Linked DNA regions of Mus musculus: region 2 is linked to region 1. A link is a contact called in public HiChIP or PLAC-seq data. All regions are on one chromosome and are shown on one strand. Each heading gives the region's core, a stretch centred on a gene start, on an enhancer-like site or on the middle of the called end of the contact. The rest is flanking DNA. Distances are from core to core; before and after follow the strand shown. Region 1 has its middle 180 kb from the start of Gm24696. Region 2 overlaps Pvt1 (Pvt1 oncogene).

The links. HiChIP or PLAC-seq counts read pairs in DNA pulled down with a chosen protein or histone mark.
Region 2: a contact with region 1 is called in a FOXA1 HiChIP or PLAC-seq map of pancreatic cancer cells. The contact joins two enhancer-like sites. A contact is called at or near these places in 3 of 115 datasets of contacts at active chromatin or transcription factors (extraembryonic endoderm stem cells, microglia and pancreatic cancer cells).

Annotation. Positions count from the first base shown.
Region 1 is chr15:61,530,496-61,536,464 of GRCm38.p6, reverse strand. No RefSeq gene overlaps it. Among named protein-coding and RNA genes, the nearest start is that of Gm24696, 180 kb to the right of the region's middle. Within about 2 kb of position 3,529, at least 64 of the 459 cell types and tissues checked have an H3K27ac peak or open chromatin away from gene starts, as enhancers often do. A contact at or near this core is called in pancreatic cancer cells, where this site is marked.
Region 2 is chr15:62,104,567-62,110,535 of GRCm38.p6, reverse strand. The region is part of intron 1 of Pvt1 (Pvt1 oncogene); the gene reads right to left. Among named protein-coding and RNA genes, the nearest start is that of Pvt1, 70 kb to the right of the region's middle. Within about 2 kb of position 3,740, at least 151 of the 459 cell types and tissues checked have an H3K27ac peak or open chromatin away from gene starts, as enhancers often do. A contact at or near this core is called in pancreatic cancer cells, where this site is marked.

The DNA.
Region 1 (5,969 bases), core at 2,280-4,779:
TTATTGGAGTAAAGCTAAGAGAACAATGACTACATTATTTCATAAGCTACCCTTTGATCCAGTTTGGAACTAGTATTTGTTTTATTCCACTTTGTACTGCCTTAATGGAATGCCTGCAACTGGGTAATTGTAGTTGACAGAGACTCATTTCTTAAACTTCTGTAAGCAGGGAAGTCCAAGGTCACGGAGCCATATGGTAAGGGTCTGCTTGCTGTATCATACCGTGGCAGAAGCCAAAAGCCCATGCAAAAGTACAAACACGTGAGGGAGCAAACTCAGCCTTCCCCTAGGAACCCCTCCCTGAATGACTAACTGACTCTTGCAATAAGGGCATTAATCCATTCACGAGGCAGAGACTCATGAGCTGTACACAAAGCTGTTCTATTTCTCACATACAAATTTCTCAAGCTCAAGCAGTGCTGTTATTCTTTTCTATCTCTAGATGTTATCTTATATCTTTAGAGCCTCTTTCAAATGCACAGGTCAGTGATCAACAATACAGAGGAACCCTGAGGTTCTTGTCTGGAAGTGCTGTAAATAGCAATTAGGATAACGTTTTTCCACACCCAACATTGCATTCTTGGGAGAGGGACATAGATAGCTTAGAGGGCAGGAAGGAAAAACACTAGAATGGGTCATTGTCTACTGTGTAGGAGCTGCTCTGCTGGGTCTTTACAGTGTATATCTCTTTATACATTTTTATAACTCTGCAGTGTGTGTGAAATGACTGCTACTTCATGACTGCACAGCAAAGCTTAGAGACTGAATCAACTAAGAACGGAAGAATTAAAAATCCACAGCATCTAGTCAGAGCCTGTTATGTAAGAGTAAGGTAAACAATTCAAAAAGACACGTCAGAGGGTTTTCTGCCCCCAATAGAAGATCATCCTATCCATGTAAGAAAAAACTATATAGCTGCCTGAATCAGAATGTGACAGAAAAACAGAAAAACAAACAAACAAAAAAGTGACAGAAGAATCTGGCAAAAGAATTTTAAGGGGTGTAACGTCAGTGATTTCAATAAGCTTGCCTGGGACTGAGGAGGCAGCTCAGTGGTTAAAGCATTTGTCAAGCAGGTTTGAGCCGCTGAATGCTAATCCCCTGAATCCATGTGGAGCTGGGGATGGTAACGTGCTTTGTATAATACCATTGTTGCCTCAATGAAATAAGAGAAGGAGACATCAGAATCATCGTAGGTTTGCACGCACACCCAGGGGTGAAAGACAGGCAAACCGTCTCAAACCAAGAGGAAGGGAAGGGTAACATTTGAGGTTGTCCTCTGAGCTCCACAAGCATCCTGTCGCTCCTGCAGCCTCACAAACATGAATATGTATATACCCATATGTAAGTATTAAGCATGCACACATAAACAAACATGTACACAACAAACAAATAGATACATTTTCTTAATATGTGAAAAACATTTAGACAGATGATATTTTTCGCTTTTATCCAACAGACAACTGTAAATGCTAGTTTTTGGTCCAAAGCAAAGCAAAAACAACTATATGAAAAATTCTCCTAAGTGAAAAATTATAATGTTATTATTTTCTGAAAACCCAGAAAACTAGACATCCAATAAATGAAGTAAGCAGGATTTTTTTTTCAAGTTGACTATTGGAAAAATGGAGAAATCATAAGTTAAAAATAGAAATTAAATCTAGGAATTAGTGGAAAGATAATTATTTGTCATCAGAATCCACTGATTACAAATGTATAGCATATTGTGAGGAACATATTGTGTAAATTGTCTTTATTGTTTTTTTCTATGAATAAATATTATGTTTGGAATTTTTTGAGATTGTAATACAATTATAACATTTCTCCTTCCAAATCCTCACTCTCCTTTAAATTCATGACCTCTTTTTTCCTTAATTGTTGTTGCATGCAGGTATGTATGCATATATACATATACATATTCCTAAATATACATATACAGATATATAAATATACACATATACATACCCACATAAACATTTATACATATACACATATATGCATAAATATTCCTAAATATAACCTCTTCAGACTATATAATGTTCCTTTTACTTATGCTTTTAAGGTTGATCAGTTGGTGTTGGATAACCAATTAGTGTGTTCTTCCCTGAGAAAGATCATCTCTCCCACTCCTAGCTTTGCTCACTTATCAATAGTTCCTTGTTTAGGGCAGAGACCTCAGGGACTCCATCCACTTTGAAAGTCCATTGCTATCATCTTTGTCCATCCTTGTTCATTTCACATTGGACAGTCAGGTTGGTTAGATCTTTTGAGTGTAGCTTCTGATGTTGCTAGGAGATAGCACCTCACAGCCAATAAGGGAGTGATTCCAGTTCAGATGTGGGGAGCAAACTCAGAAAGCAAAGCAGGGGACATAGAGAACAGTTACACACAAAGGACGAATGTCCTGACACAGGAAGTGGCACAGTAGAAATAGTACGAGTGAAAAAAATGTCTCTTCAAAAAGACTGTTAAATAAAATTAATGATGGTGATCTGGCTGGAAGGAGACAATGCTGTTCTACAAGAGAAGAATGGAACCTCTTTCATTTAAGCACTGCCTGCCTATGTTTCTGAGTGCCATCTGATACACTACCAGTGTGAAATGGTTCCAAAGAGCAACCACCAAATCTATTCAGGACATTGATAGATTAATAGATTAATAGAAACTATCTAAGATATTACATAAAAGTTTTTCATATTCTGAGATGCAGAAATTATTAGGAGTAAAGATGGCCTGCATGCTTTTTTTTTTAATCTGACCACAAAGCAGTTAATGTGTGGTTAGCTCTGAGGTCTCACATCTGAGCTATTGTTGAGACAAGTTAATTTCTCCTGTTTCTAGAACATTCCTGTAAGTTCTTCTTCAGTCTCAAATACAGGGCAAAATGAAAGCCAAACAAAACAACAAACAAACAACAACAAAACCAAAAACCTAAAACAAAGAAAATCAGTTTCTCGTCTTGAAGAAGAAGCCAGCACTGAACTCTACAGGGTTCAGTGAATCTATGTGTATCAGACACAGCTGAACATAAATTATCTATTAACTTTTGATATAATCCTGATTTTTCCAACGGTGTGATAACTCACAGCAGTCCTCTACTACATTGCCAGAATCACACAGCCAATAAACATCAGAACAGGATATAACCCCAGCCCATCTATCTGAGCCACCCATGCATTTAAAGAGCCTGCCTCATCATGTCCTAACACAGGACAAGCATGCTGCCTCTTCTGTATGTCCTTTTTCCATGTCCCACCTTCACATTCAGTGCTGGCCCAGAACTTGTGGTATTACATTAAGATACGGCCAGGAAGGGTCATAGGTGAGAGAAGAGCAATCCCACACCTACCCGTTTCTACAGCTGCACTGTTTCTTCCTTCAGATGAAGTTCGTGCTGTTATATAAAAGGAATGTTACCCAAATGCCTCCAGCATGAGTTTCCTTTTAAAGGAGAAATAGAAGAATGAGGCGTTTGGTTTTCCTTTGTTTGCCTGTAGCACCTATGTTAAGAATTTGTCCTTAAACCATGACTCACTCATTCTTGGAGCGAAGTACAAGGAAGTGAACAGATATAATACTTCTGTGAGATGTGGGCTTGAGCTTGTGTGGGAAAGATTGAACTGGGACCGTTAAGGCAACGTTTCATTCAAAACCCACCAATCCACCCCACCCTGCCCCTTCCCCAACAGTTCCCAACATGACTGTTGTTCCAGAAGGCCCATTTTCGGTCTTGCATGACTATCAAATATTCAGACAAGTGATATCTAGTTCCTTTGTATGTGGTTGCTTGCTGGATTGTTAAGGTTTATAATTATTAACTGAATCATTGGCTAGTTGTTCAGTAGGCAGTTGGATTGGGAATAGTTATTTACAGAACAAAAGCAGATGGCAGGACAAGTAGTTTAGATAGAGTGCAGGGTATATAAGCTTGAAAAGTATTGAGTTTTTGCAGATGGCATGGCATTAAGCTTTCAACTTAACCCACTGCATTTTAATTCCCTCGCTCTATAAGTGCATATGCTACCGGTAGAAAAGATCCTGTTAGAATACCAAGATCCCAGTTCTCAGTATATCAAGAACCATTCTAGAAAGTGACCCATTTGGGCAACTCCTAGCCCCCGACCTCTTCATCGCCAGCAATGTGGCTGCCTAGAAACTTCTCAGTGTAATTCACTGGCAACAGGGAGTTCCATGAATACCAGTGAGTCATCCTGCTGGCTACTGTGATCCACAAGTGGGATGCCTAGGTGCTCAGGATGTTTGCTTTGGAAGGAACTCACCCAAAGAATTTCTTTCCTTTGCATGAGACAATGAAGAGTGGGAAGTCACTCTGGGTGTGATTGTTTATCTCTCTTCTTTTATATCCATTGTTTAATTCCTGTGAAAATGCAAGTCCTGAAGCAATGAAAATTTAAGAATTTAGGAGGACCCTATAGAGAACAAAAATTTCAGTTGCCTGTGCTTATCCACTCATGAGGTCCTAATGTTCATTAAAAAACAAAAAAACAAACAAAAAAAAAACAAAGAAAGAAAGAAAAGAGAAGAGAAGAGAAAAGAAGAGAAGAGAAGAAAAGAAAAAGGCATCCTGAACTTCCTGCAAATTCTTGGCTTACACTGGAAATCAGTGTTATCACCCAATAGTGCCTGGTTATCAAAATGATACAACCCATGAATACTTCAATACCCTCCTGATTTCTGAATCAAGACTCAACAATACCACTCCCACTTGCACCACCGTCACGACCACCATCAGTACTACCACCACAAAAACCTATCACCAAGTAACATGTAAGTACCAAGTAACACAATAGCCAAAGGGAAATAGTTCAGACACAATTCTTTTATGTAGCAAAATGATTGGTGTGTCTTACTCTGTGGCTCAAGACTATCAGGGAAGTAAACTAATACTGATGTAATTCTCCCTCATTTCATTCATCGCCACAGACTGGGCAATCTCCCATGGCCAGCTGAATTCAAGCTTAGGAAACCGAGAGGCCCAGGTAGACTGCACTTTTTCTTACTCATATCCATTTGACATGTAAAAAGCATTCCCTTAAGGACTCTTGAAAATGGGCCTTCAACATCTTCTTGCCTGGAACTGAGTAAGATGGCTTTTCCTCGTGGTTGAGGAAGGCTGCAGAATGAGAATCCAGAATCTGCAGCCTTTTCTATGGAACATCGAAAAGGGAAGAAAGGCACGGTTGTAAACTGCCAGCTAGTATGATATCAAACCTGCTTCTTACCAGAGACACGGAGTTGCCTTAAACAAACAAACAAAACAACAGCACCTGCTGAGAACTCCTTGGAGAATTTACCATTGTCTTCATAACACCCAGTTGCTGCTGTTGAACAGATTTTATGACAAATCAAACATATAGAACAAAGGTTATGAAAAGCAAAACCTTGATTTGTTTCTGAATACCTGTCTGCTCCTGGATATTAAGATGTAGAAGAACAGGGATAATGTCTGCCTTGTTCATTATGGCCCTTGGGCATCCAGCACAAGGTTGACATGATGTATGTCATTCACATTTATTAGATGTAGCAATAAATGACCAAACACGAGCTTTGAGGTTAAGTGAAGAGTTTAAGAACACTAGGTGCTACCAAGGAGAGGAGAGGGAGTCATTTATTTTTTGTATGTTTGTTTCGTTTTGTTTTGTTTGATGAGTATATGGAAACACATATGCATTGGTTGTGCACAGCATACGAACAACTATCTTCTATAGTACTCTTCAAGGCATGATTAAAAGTTTTCTCTTCTTTCCATTGCACTGAGTATTTATACTTCTACTTTACATTTGCGCTTCTCATATTCTGCTTTTACGGATTGCACTTGCAGTGTTAGAGAGCGGGAAAACACCACAGTACTTCAAGGTTACCTTTCTTGATCAAAGTTTCAGAGGGTGGGGAGAGCCATGCTGTATTACTTCTAAGTGAGCTCCTGTGCTTTCCTTAACTGTCTTCCT
Region 2 (5,969 bases), core at 2,491-4,990, 570 kb before region 1:
ACAGAAATACTGCCTACTCTTGTAGCCACAAGAGGGAATGGCAGAGCTGCCTTAGAAGTCATCAGTACCAACACCACCACAACCAATGCCACCAGCATCACCAGTGCCAGGACAAACAGCACCAGAGCAGGAGAACAGCTAGCATCTAAAGCATGAGTACCAACAGTACCAATTATCCACCTGGGGAGACCCTTGTTCTTTGGGCCCGGTTCTAGAGACTGCAGGCCCTAGAAGCCATATCCAGGTATCTGCCTGGCTTGTGCTTTGTGCCACAAAGACTCTTTCAGTCCCAAGCACCTCAGCCTAGAAGAAAAATCTCTCAGTTACCTACTAATGAGGAAACAGACCAAAAGAAGAAAGGTGACCTGTTCTATATTATAGGCACTCTAGGGGACAAGAAGGGGGCAGGAGTCACATCTCTCAACTCCAGGCAGCATGGCCCATGGCTGTGGAGGCTGGCAGCATTGTGTTTCCTGGGGAAACCTACTTTGCTTTATAACCCATATCCTAACAATGTCTACCCCGTGGTCCTGTTTTGACACATATGTGGTTCAGTGTTTGCCATGCCGCCTGCACTGGCTTAATAAATGGTGATAGCTGCTAGTTCCATGCCCATTCAGCAACTGTCTTATTTCTCAGTTATGGTTCTGTGTTATTTCTTTCGGAGCCTGAGCCCACCATCACCCTCTTGTAAGGGCAGGAGATGAAGAGAACCACCACAGAAGGGTTATTCTAGAGAGTGACCAATCGAAGCAGAGAAAAGGAGCTGTGAGCTATGCAATAAGTGAAAGATAGCTGTCACAGAGGAAGAATGGGGGAGGGGGGGCTAGGAAGACATAGTGGGGCTAAAAGCTGCAGTAGCCCCTCCCTGAAATGACTCCAGTCACCACTCCAAATCAGGCAGGTCTGTGAGCATAGCTCCAAATACCCTATCCAGTAAGCCCCCACTCACCGAAAGCATAAAGAATTCTCTCCAAACCAGTGGTTCTCAACCCAGTACTGAGACCCTTTAATACACTTCCTCGTAAAACTATTCCCCCACCATCATAAAATTATTTCATTGCTACTGTAATTTTGCTACTGTTATGAATCATAATATAAATATCTGATACGCAGGTTAGCTGATATTCAGCCAGGGGGGAGGGGGGTGCCCCCATCTATAGGTTGAGAACATATGCCGTCTGCCCAGCCTGACTCAACTCCAGCCCCAGTCTCAGCCGTAATGCTCAAGCCCTGTGGAAATCCCTAAAGTCTGTTTTTCTCAGGTGGAGGAAGGAGGACTGAAGGTTTTAAGGGCATAAGAAGCCAACGACAGGAGAAAGTCGCATCACATACACCTCCAGCCCCAGGAGAAAAACTTCCTCCTTCGGCTGACCCTAGCTTCCAGCTTGACCGTCTCCTAAGCATATACCTATGGAAGTCATAAGCCTCACTCTCAACTCTAGAGTGGAGACACACAACCCTTCCAAAGGAGTGCCGGACTGAATTACGCAGTTGTTCCAAAGGACCATGCTCACATCTATGTTCGGTGGGGCTACAAGGAAACCACCGTGGGCCACCCTCCCACCAGATGAACTCTGCTGCAGCATAAAGTCGGTGTACATCTAGGGTCTGTGAATAACAGCATATCATAAACACAGGACTCTGTATGCGTGGAACTTTTAGGCCTGCCTAGAAGTTCATCATGGGAACACAAGACCAAGAAGCCCATCCCAAGCAGACCCTATGTCAAGTTCCACTTTGGCAGCTGAACGGTGACCTGAGCATTGTGACCTGAACATTGTGCTAGCTCCTACTGGGGCTATCACTCTCCTTGGGGCAGCCTGGCACTACAGTTAACATCCCTGGATTCTACCAACCTTGTAACCCCTAAGGAGTCAAGATTCCCCGTCAGTCCGATGTAGAACCAAAAAGGCCTCGGTTGTCAAATCCATTACTCTCTCCCTCTGGCTAACCATTGCAGACTTGATGCTCAGCCTGCCCATGGGCTGCAGGAGCTATGAACCTTAACCTACTGTCCAAGCCGAGCCACTGCTTACCCGGCTTGGCTTAGAAACAGAAGTTTCTAAAGGAACCAACACTCACCCTCCCCAGAAGCTGCCCTGCTCTGGCATGGTCCTGACCCTGTGCAAAGCATCAGGCACATATTCAGCACATAGTGCCTGTTGTGAGCCTCAACACCAACCCTGTGACAGAAGAGAATACTAACTTCAGTCATGCCAAAGAGAGAAGGGAAGGGAACTGGATTGTCACTGGCCCTGAGTCACATAGGGTAGTAGAGATTGAAACTCAGAACAGCCACCTGCTGACACACATGGTACCAAACATCTGGTCCCGTGGTGTTCTCCGCTCTTGGCATAGAGCCAAGAAAGGATTGTGTCTATCTTCCCTATGGAACTGCCAGTGTCTTAATGAATTAACCATCACATCTTCATTTATCATCCTTGTAGGGTGAGAGGCCAGTACCAGGTATACACTAAGTCTCAGAGACATAGTCATCCCCCTCAGGCCTTGGCCTTCGAGGTATTTAGGGTCTAGACAGAAATAAGACCCTTCAATCAGTAAGTACCCATCAACATAGGCAAGGGTAGCTCCAGAGGGGATTTTCTTTTTATTATTATTTTAACTTAGAGGGGCTGGTGAGATGGCTCAGTGGGTAAGAGCACCCCGACTACTCTTCTGAAGGTCCTGAGTTCAAATCCCAGCAACCACATGGTAGCTCACAACCATCTGTAACGAGATCTGACGCCCTCTTCTGGAGCTGTCTGAAGACAGCTACAGTGTACATCCATATAATAAATAAATAGATAGATAAACAAATAAATAAATAAATCTTTAAGAAAAAAAGAAAAAGAAAGAAACATTAACTCGAACAACTTCTATTTTTTGTCTTTCTCCCACAGGCGCCCAGCGTCATACCAGACACATAGACAGACACGGAAGACAGCAGATCTCTTCCTAGCAGCCACATCAACAGACAGCCCTCAACCAGCATCCAGGACAGCTTGGTGTAAAGACAGGAACATACCAGAAACACTGCATTGAAAGGAGATGGGTCTTAGGGGCTTACATTTTAGAGGGAGCTCCAGGTAGCCCGAGAGATGACAACAAACATTCTCATTGAGTCAAGGGTAGAGATACAATCCTCTTAGTTTCGGTCCTTGTTTTCAGTGGGCATCCAGGCTGAAGAATCCATCCAGCTACTTGTAACATCTCCAGGCAAGCCAGGTGTAATACTCCGGAATTTGTATCCACCAGAATTACTCCCCAGGAAACTGCATCTTACTGTAAATCCACAGGGTTCAGGAAGTCTCCAGAGAGGTCCCAGCAGACACGGCCTGCTGATGGAGGGCATCTTCTTACCGTAGTAGAGTTAAGAAAATCAGACCTGAGACAAGGGAGAAGAAAACCACTTTGGCACAATCACAGACTACAGTAGCAATCAACAATTCTTCCTTATATCTGACCCTGACCTGTCCACAGAGGAATGTGCTTAAAAAAAAAAAAATATATATATATATATATATATGGGTGAGTGGAAGGCCTAGGGGTAAAGGAAGGGTATGGTGTGGGGAAAGCCTTCATCGACGGACACTGGGTCCCAGTCGCTAACCCTCCAGGCAGGAGAGCCTCAGAGTTGGCTGGGAGGAGAATAGGGCCTGCCTGAACCAACAGTATGGATGAGGGAGAGAGAGCGTCAGTCTCTGGCTTGCTTTGGCTGACAGAAGGCCAGGCCTGGCACCCAGCCAAGCTCCCCTGCAGGTCTGAAAGGTCCCAGCAGGGAGCTACTAGGCTTAGAGGCTTAGGGGTCAGCTGGTCGGAAGTCAGGCTTTGTTTTGTTTCTTTTTAAAAGCAACCACAAAAGGCTGGCCTGGCTCCAAGTTCTGCCCTACTGCCTGAGCTGCTTCTCCAGGACAGGGCCTAGGGGCTCTTACTCTTATTTATTCAGCTATTCCTGGGCCCTTCTAGACTGGTCCAGCTACTAAGCTGGTCTCCTCAATCCAGTGTTTTCACATTATCCTAGAAACCACAGAGGCTGGGGCCTGACCTTCCCTAACCACCTAAGAGCGCTAGTGGCACTTCGCAGAGCATCTGTCATTCATCCCACTAGAAGCATTTCCCAGTGAAGTTCCTAGAATATTGGGGGGGGGGGGGGCACCAGGGCACAGACAGTAAGTGTGATGCACTATAGGAAGAGAACAGCAGACGCCAGGTAGGCAGTCACCTGTCTTCCCAATCAGAGGCCCGATCCAGCATCCTGCATTACCTTAAGAAGAGTACCTACCCAAGATGGCTATGATTAAAATTTTAGACATTTCCTACATATACAATCTCATTTCATCGACACATACACACACACAGGGAAGGAGGGAGGGAGGGAGAGAGGGAGAGGGAGAGGGAGAGATCGAGCTATGAATTATAAATGGTTATTATTTGGTTGCAGAATTTGAGGCCCAGGGTAGCAACCAGGGGAGTCCAGCAGCTGACTCTCAGACCTGGAGTCCATTTAATCTCTAAGAGGGGGAAGAGACATGCAGAGGAAAGACACAGCTGTGGTTCTCAGCACAACCTCAGTTAGCAATAAGGGGGCAAAGACATAGTTAAACATTTACAGAGGCCAACAGACAAATCTCAAGCCCTGAAGGAAAGTTTACGTTGCTGGATCAAGTCCGTTAAAGTTCTAGGACCTGAAGAAGAATTCTCACATGACTGGGTGAGCATTCCTCTCATCAAGGGGTGGTTCCTGACCAAGAACAGAGCCAGTGAGGATGCTCAGGAGAAAAGATAATTCATCGTACTCTTGTCTGTCAGAAAACATCAAGGCGGGGCTTGCCACACCAGGGCTTCAAGTGTCTTCAACCCTGAATGTCTGTCTCTCTAGAAGGGTACAGACGCTATAAGATAAGCTTTAAAACCACACGGAGAATCCAAGGAGCAATGAGCACCAACTGAGTCTCAGCGGTGTATAGCACTTACTGCAAAGATCAATGAGGCTGCAGAGAGCGGCGGACAAAGAAAGACCACAGGAATGTGTATTTACCATGACACACACACACACACACACACACACACAAAAAAAAAAAAAAAAAAACCTAAATAAACCTCTCTGTGCTCTTAGAAGCCAAGACAAGTGGTGCAACAAGCCTGGTGGCATGAGTTCAATCCTTGGAACCCACATACAGGGTAGAAGGAAAGAGCCAATTCCACAAAGTTCTCCTTGGATGTGTGCATGCACACACAAATGAAGAGCAATAGTTAATTAAAATAGCAAAAGAAGAAAGCAAAACTAAGTTACACTGAGTAACTGGTGTGGGAGCAGACCTTCTGAAAGGGGTAATACTCTGTCTATCCAGGTGCTTGCTGGCTCCACATCTGACTGTGCATGTGCCCACTTATGTGCTTGAGCTGCTAGTGTGCGTGTGTGTGTGTGTGTGTGTGTGTGTGTGTGTGTGTGTGAAAGAGGGCTTACACTTTTTAAGACTTTCCTGGGAAAGTATACCACGGGACCATCAAGACATAGAAACAGGCCCTCTGACTTGAGAATGGGCATCTACAGGGGCTCCCGGACTCTCCACACCATCTTGTCACAAGCTGCTGCTGTCAGCTGGCCGTGCCTGGAAGACATCCAGGGGGTGGCTTCATCAGGAAGCAAGCTCTGGCTTTGTGACACAGAAAATTGCCCCACGAGAAAGCACAGCCCCGGGGTCCTTTCTCTTGGCTGTGCCTCTTTCCTCTCTGTCTCCCAGACTGTCAGGCCCAAATGTGTCACTTCCTTTTTGACCACCCTCCCTCCTAGGTATTTGTACCAGCTGACGCCTGCAAGCAGATACTGATGAGAACCGCAGGCTGCTTCAGTGTCCTACCCACCAGCAATAGAGCAAAGGGCTTTGTGTCTGAACTCCCTTGAACACGGGTCCAGGGGATGCTTTGCAAGCTGCAGGGGTAACACAAGGTGCTACAGTTAGCAG